2 separate regions of the Siniperca chuatsi genome follow, and region 1 is linked to region 2. A link is a contact called in public Hi-C data. All regions are on one chromosome and are shown on one strand. Each heading gives the region's core, a stretch centred on a gene start, on an enhancer-like site or on the middle of the called end of the contact. The rest is flanking DNA. Distances are from core to core; before and after follow the strand shown.

Evidence for each region. Hi-C and Micro-C count contacts between places; a contact is called where the count stands out from the background.
Region 1: a contact with region 2 is called in a Hi-C map of liver, with 4 times the contacts expected there. The contact joins the promoter of usp43b here to the enhancer-like site in region 2. A contact is called at or near these places in 3 of 3 Hi-C or Micro-C datasets (liver, skeletal muscle and an unstated tissue).

What each region holds. Positions count from the first base shown.
Region 1 is chrLG21:17,537,451-17,540,510 of ASM2008510v1, forward strand. usp43b (ubiquitin carboxyl-terminal hydrolase 43) reads right to left here and starts at 1,753. Exons shown (of 17, transcript XR_006376314.1): 1 at 787-1,753.
Region 2 is chrLG21:17,485,213-17,487,912 of ASM2008510v1, forward strand. It overlaps usp43b (ubiquitin carboxyl-terminal hydrolase 43), which reads right to left. Exons shown (of 17, transcript XR_006376314.1): 8 at 2,295-2,406. Among protein-coding and RNA genes, the nearest start is that of mchr1b, 24 kb to the left of the region's middle. Within about 2 kb of position 1,444, the one cell type or tissue checked has an H3K27ac peak away from gene starts, as active enhancers do. A contact at or near this core is called in liver, where this site is marked.

The sequences.
Region 1 (3,060 bases), core at 503-3,002, 53 kb after region 2:
TAATCTCCTTCCGGTGCCAACATAATGTGAATCCCAACAGCAACACATTTAAATAAACACTGCTGAGCAGTCACCTGTGCCTTACTTCGCTGGCCATGCTGTGAGAGGAAATAAAACGATATCTAGTTACAGCAACTAGGAAATGATTAACTTAAAGTCATCACTCATACACCTACTGCGGTTTGTTCATGAAAGGATGCCAGCGGTGTGAACCTTATTATTATTATTTTTTTTTTTATCACTAAAGTTTTTAGTGTAATATAGGGTCTCCTGGCGGAAAAAGTCCAGCCCTGCACTTGAGTCAGGCACCTGCTGACCCTTCGCCCTCAGGCTGCAGCCACACAGAGCAGCAGCCTCATTATCACCTGGCAGGAAAACACTGAAGTCACAGGGCAAAGCGCTGCGTGCTTGTTAGTGCATGTGGGAGAATGATTGCTATACTATTGGCAATTTTAGCAAATGATGTATGGCTTGTGACCCCCCCCCCCCCTTTTTTTCTTTTTGTCTGAACATTACATGCAGACTACTTCATAGTGGTGTTTATGGCATACTGTGCGCATAACATGTGATTATGTTTGGCTAAACACAAAGCTTCCTCTGCACTTAAGGTAAGGAACTAATGATGTAAGAGTATTTAGTTAATGATAACCACTGAAGCTGCAACACTGGCCTCACCTTTTTAACATTACCAGGCCCTTCTCTGTGCTATTAAGTATACTGAGCTCATATCCACCTGTAGACTGTGGGGTTTTTTTTTTTTTGGCTGATATGGTGTACTTTGGGTACCTTGAAGTCCACAGACAGCTGTGGGGTGTACTCCAGAGTCCACAGAGCCCTGACCAGGGATGCCAACTGCTCCGTGACTTCTCCCCTGGCAAGCCGCGTCTCATCACTTCTCACCAGCCCGTTTATTCTGGTTTGACTCAGGTCCAGCTTGTATCGCTCCAAACCCAGGTACTCTGCGAGCAGGTCGGTGTTGCTCAAACACTGGACGGCGGCGTTCATGAAACAGGTGTTCCCGTGGTTCTTCAGCCCCAGAACCCCTGGGATTTTGTCTCCGTATTGGTGAAGGAGTTTTTCTCTGCCGGTGCACAGAGAAGAAGACGTGCTCGAAGTGTTCTTCACCACGCGATCCCAAGCCACCTGTACATCCTCTTTGACGATTCCCGAGCTGGCGCTGAGGGTGCAAGGTGCGCCATTCCGAAATCCCCCATCGTCGTCCTCCGCGTCATGCACGTCAGCGTCTCCAAAGTGGGTGAAAGTGCCCAAAGTTTTGATGATTCTGTTCATAAAACTCCCCACAGACTTCAGCGATTTCTTTCGGAAAAGCTTCCCAGATTTCGGCTTCTTCTCTTTGCGCTTCTCCCCCTTCGATGTCGACATTTCCTCCTTGCCTCTGCTCTGCCTCTCCATGACGGCGCCTCTACTCCCCTGCGCGTCTATTCTGAGACTGATAACTGTGCAAATTCCGAGGCCGGTGTGTCACTTCTCCGCCAGTGTCCCCTGTCCGGATAGCAGAGGGGACACCATCGCGGAGCCAGGAGGCGCAACGGCACGCTGTTATTCCACCCTGCGCTGCTGACGGGGAACCTTCCTCATCCATCCCAGCACTTACTGAACGCGCTCATTATTACTGTGATCCCGCTGTCACGAGCAGCATCTCGTCGTGCCCGGCACAGCTCGAGCCGCTCCGCCGTCCAGCTGCAGCACTGAGCGCTTCCCCTCCCATCGCTCCCAACTTCGCCTGGGGAGAAAAAAAAAGGCTTGCGATTGTGGGACTGCCCCCCCCCCCCTCCCCCATCCACTTTCCAGCACACTGAGGACATAAGAGAGCAGTGTACGGCTTGGGTTCATGTGCTCAGCGCTGAAAACGAATCAGACACAGAAATGCTTTTCTTTTACTTTCCATCAGTAGTGTCAAATACTCCATACAAGTATAAGTCCTCCATTCAGAAATGGTATCAGCAGAATGTATTAAAGTATCACAAGTAACCGCAGGCTACTCAAAATGCAGTAAAATGGCCTCTATGATAATAAAATGACATATTATTATGACATTATTAGATTATTAATACTGATGCATCAAAGCATATCTAACATTTTGCTGTTGTAGCTTTAACTCCATTATATACAGTTAGGTAGTTCAGTCTAGTGGTTCCCAATTTCAGGGTTGGGCCCCTTTAAAGGGACACAAGATGAATCTGAGGGACTGTGAGATGATTAATGGAAGGAAGAATAACAGAAGTTCTGCAACACAGATGTAAATGTTTTGTGACCTTTCTCTAATATTTTTTTTTTGTGAAATATTGGATTACTTTTCCTGTGTAGGCTCAAAGATTTGTTTAAATGAAACCATATTTAGAGAAGTTTAGAGGGGAAGTACCTCAAAACTGTGCTTAGTACAATACAGTACCTGAATAACTGTACATGTACACGATGTTGACTCCTTCACTGCTTTCCACAGATCAGTAGGGTGAATGATATACTCACTAACTGTATCACAGACAAACTTTTAGGACATTTATTGGCCATTACCAAAAAGTTTGATGTTATAAGTTACTGCCATTTCATGTTAGAGCACCACATATCTTTGGTACCTGTACTATTAGAAGCTAAATACATATAAAGGGATGGATACTGTTACAATAATGTTTTTCATACAGTTCAACTGTGAATGTTTAGTTTGGTTTGGTCAAGTTTGTATTCGTACCACCAGTGGCAGAAGCTAGACATTTCAACCATTTATCCATTACTTTTAGCTTATTATTTAGGCTTGCTTGCTTTCTAACTAGTTTTCACACACTCTCAGTCGCAACCCGTGGTGTTCAGGTGTTACCACTGACTCAATATAAATATTGTATATTGTATAATTTTAGTGATGCAGAAGCTGTTGTACATGCTATTATCTCCTCACGCCTCGATTATTGTAACAGCCTGCTCACTTGTCTTAATCAAAAAACTTTGACACAACTGCACACTGTACAGAACTTTAACCAAGAAGCGCGACCGCATACCACCTGTTTCAGCCTCTTTACATTGGCTCCCTGTTGGTTTTAAGAT
Region 2 (2,700 bases), core at 194-2,693:
AGGAGAATACAGATCTCCAACAGAGTTACTGAAAACGTTGCACCTGACTCTTCTCATCCTCTCTCTCCTGACACTTCTTAAAGAACACTGACTTATGTGCAGCAAGTTGGTCAACAGTTTTCTTGTACAACCCATGCTCTATATGGCTCTTTATTGCTCTTTGTGTGTGTCAGCTGGATCCACGAAGGGAGAGCCACTGATTGGAAATCTGTTTGGCTACGTGATTAACAGCATGCTACTGCACACAATCAGATGCTGAAACACAGGCAAGTATACAGTACAAGCAAGTGAGCAAGCAGATACAAGCAAGAAGATGGAATTGGCTTGAGTGAAGTAAATAATTGATCTAACAGTGACATACAGCAGGGGTGCATCTAAGCAAGCTAAGCTGTTTGCATTGGCATCATTACATCCCATGTTTTCCAGTAGTCACACCAGCAGTAGCCACGCATGGAAGACCGGCAGGCCAAATACTCACCTTCTGACCCAATCAAGTCTCATTAGCACTCACTGCCCTATAGCCTGTCACAGCAATATATATGCAAATATATTATAATGTTCATTGTGAGAATGGAATCAGGGCGGTACCTAAAGATATGAAAATATTAAAAGGTCCAATCTGTAACTTGGCCATATAAATTAAAGGTTTATTAACATATAAAATGGAATAATCTGACAAATTATGGAAAATTAGTATTTTGTGTAACTTTAGGCTTAACAAAGGTTTTCCAGCATCACAATGTAATAACTGCATTTGCATAATTGCAATAATTATTAATATTTTGTCACTGCAGTTCAGGGGAGAGAAAGATGAATTTCTGAATATAAAGTCTTTTTAGACTCAATTATGAGATTATTGTGACTAAAAAGTATAGTGTCTACTGTATTAGTATAAACATCTGCACAGTGTTAATTCGTATTTAGTAAATTAAACACTCAGTACTGCATTTTGCTGGGGCTGACCCTTTTGTTTGCATTTGGATCGCTGATTGTACTGATTGGCTTCACACACACATGCTCATTATCATTCAACTTAATATGAAGTGCTTTCTTGTAAGTGTAGTGTTATTCACCTATTTTAAAGTCCTTATTCATTTGCAGTTTCGATTACCGTTTCCATCCTGTGTACATTTAGGAAAGAACTCCTTATTAACATCCCAAGACTGAAGTCTGTTACACAGCCTTCACTGAAAAGAGCTTTGACCTCCTGAGAAAGCACAATATTTACTCTTAATACTGACAGTAAAGAGGGCAGAGGGCTACTGCAGCCAGAGACTGGCACGGAAACAGGCCAATAATACTATTGTTGGGAAATAAGAGGACAACATGTTCTCTGGACAAACATGACCGTGCCACAGAGTCACTGATGTGGTTTTAAACAGGGCTCTCCAAAAAGAGAAGCAGCTTTGTCCACAATCTATCCATTTATTAATACACAAACCAGGAAACAAATGGCCTGGATGACAGGACAGAACAGCCATATACTAAGTGTCTCTGTCTGTCTTTGACTGTAAGTGTCTCTCTGTGTATCAGTGAGCGAGTATCCCAAACCAGTTAACCTGACTCTGGTCTGGTGCTCCAGTGGGTGCAGCGAGAGGAAACCAATTCCTCTCTGCCTCCAGCTGGCACTCTGAGCTCCCCCACCTGTACCACACCGCGCCATTGTGTGGGCATGCTTTGCTCTGTCCAGAGCCAATAAACCTGTTTTGGAACAGGTGCGCCAGCTGGCACGGCAGGAGGAACCATGTCCCCTCTCTGCCTCCAGCTGGTGCTCAAAACAAACCCGCCCACACGACACGGCTATTAAATCTAAGTTTTACAAGCATCATGGACCAATTTCTATTGACTTATTACAGGGCTGTACTGTAACTTTACCCCAAGGGTAATAATAATAATAATAATACTAAATAATAATAATAATAAATAATAAACTCTAGCTGATGTTGTGGCGGTTTGCAGAATGTATAGTATATGTCCAGGTTGGAATGAATACTTTTGTCCTTATAGCACATGACATGTCTTTTTTCACTGCATTAACTTGCAGATCCTTTGAGTTGTGTTTCATATCAATTTTTGTCCCTTGACTGGATGTCACCAGATGACAGGCACGGTTTAATCCGAGGACAATGGTTCAAGCATCTGCTATGCTAAAGAGTCTGTATGTGAGTCAATGAATCCTTACCAGCTCCTGGCACTGTGTTTTGATAAAACCCTTAAGTGGGGGCAAGGAAAAAAAAAACTGAATTTCCTTACATGGATCAATTATCACATTATTATTATTAGCTGTCTAGTACCTGTGCCTGGGCTCCATTGATCATCAGGTAATAAAGCTTGCTGAGGATGCTCTGCTGCAGCTGGTCCCAGGAAATAGACCGGTCCTCCCTCATTAGGAATGGAGGTCCAAACCTTGAACAGGAATAAATAAAAGTTAAAATGACAGCTCACAACGCTCTTACTCAACCACTCCACGTTAGCCCCGACCGGCTCACACGTCTCCTTATCCTATTGTAATGTAAATAATAATTTATTAACGTTATCAGCATTAGAGCAGAATTTTCATTACAGCATATCTATAGAAGGACAGCGAGAGATAATAAGGAGTGAAAATAGCTTATGAGGAGAGGGACAACCATCCCTCTGAAATGATAGATCACATGTCACATTAATGATAATACACATTTAATTGAGGGCAGGCCTCCA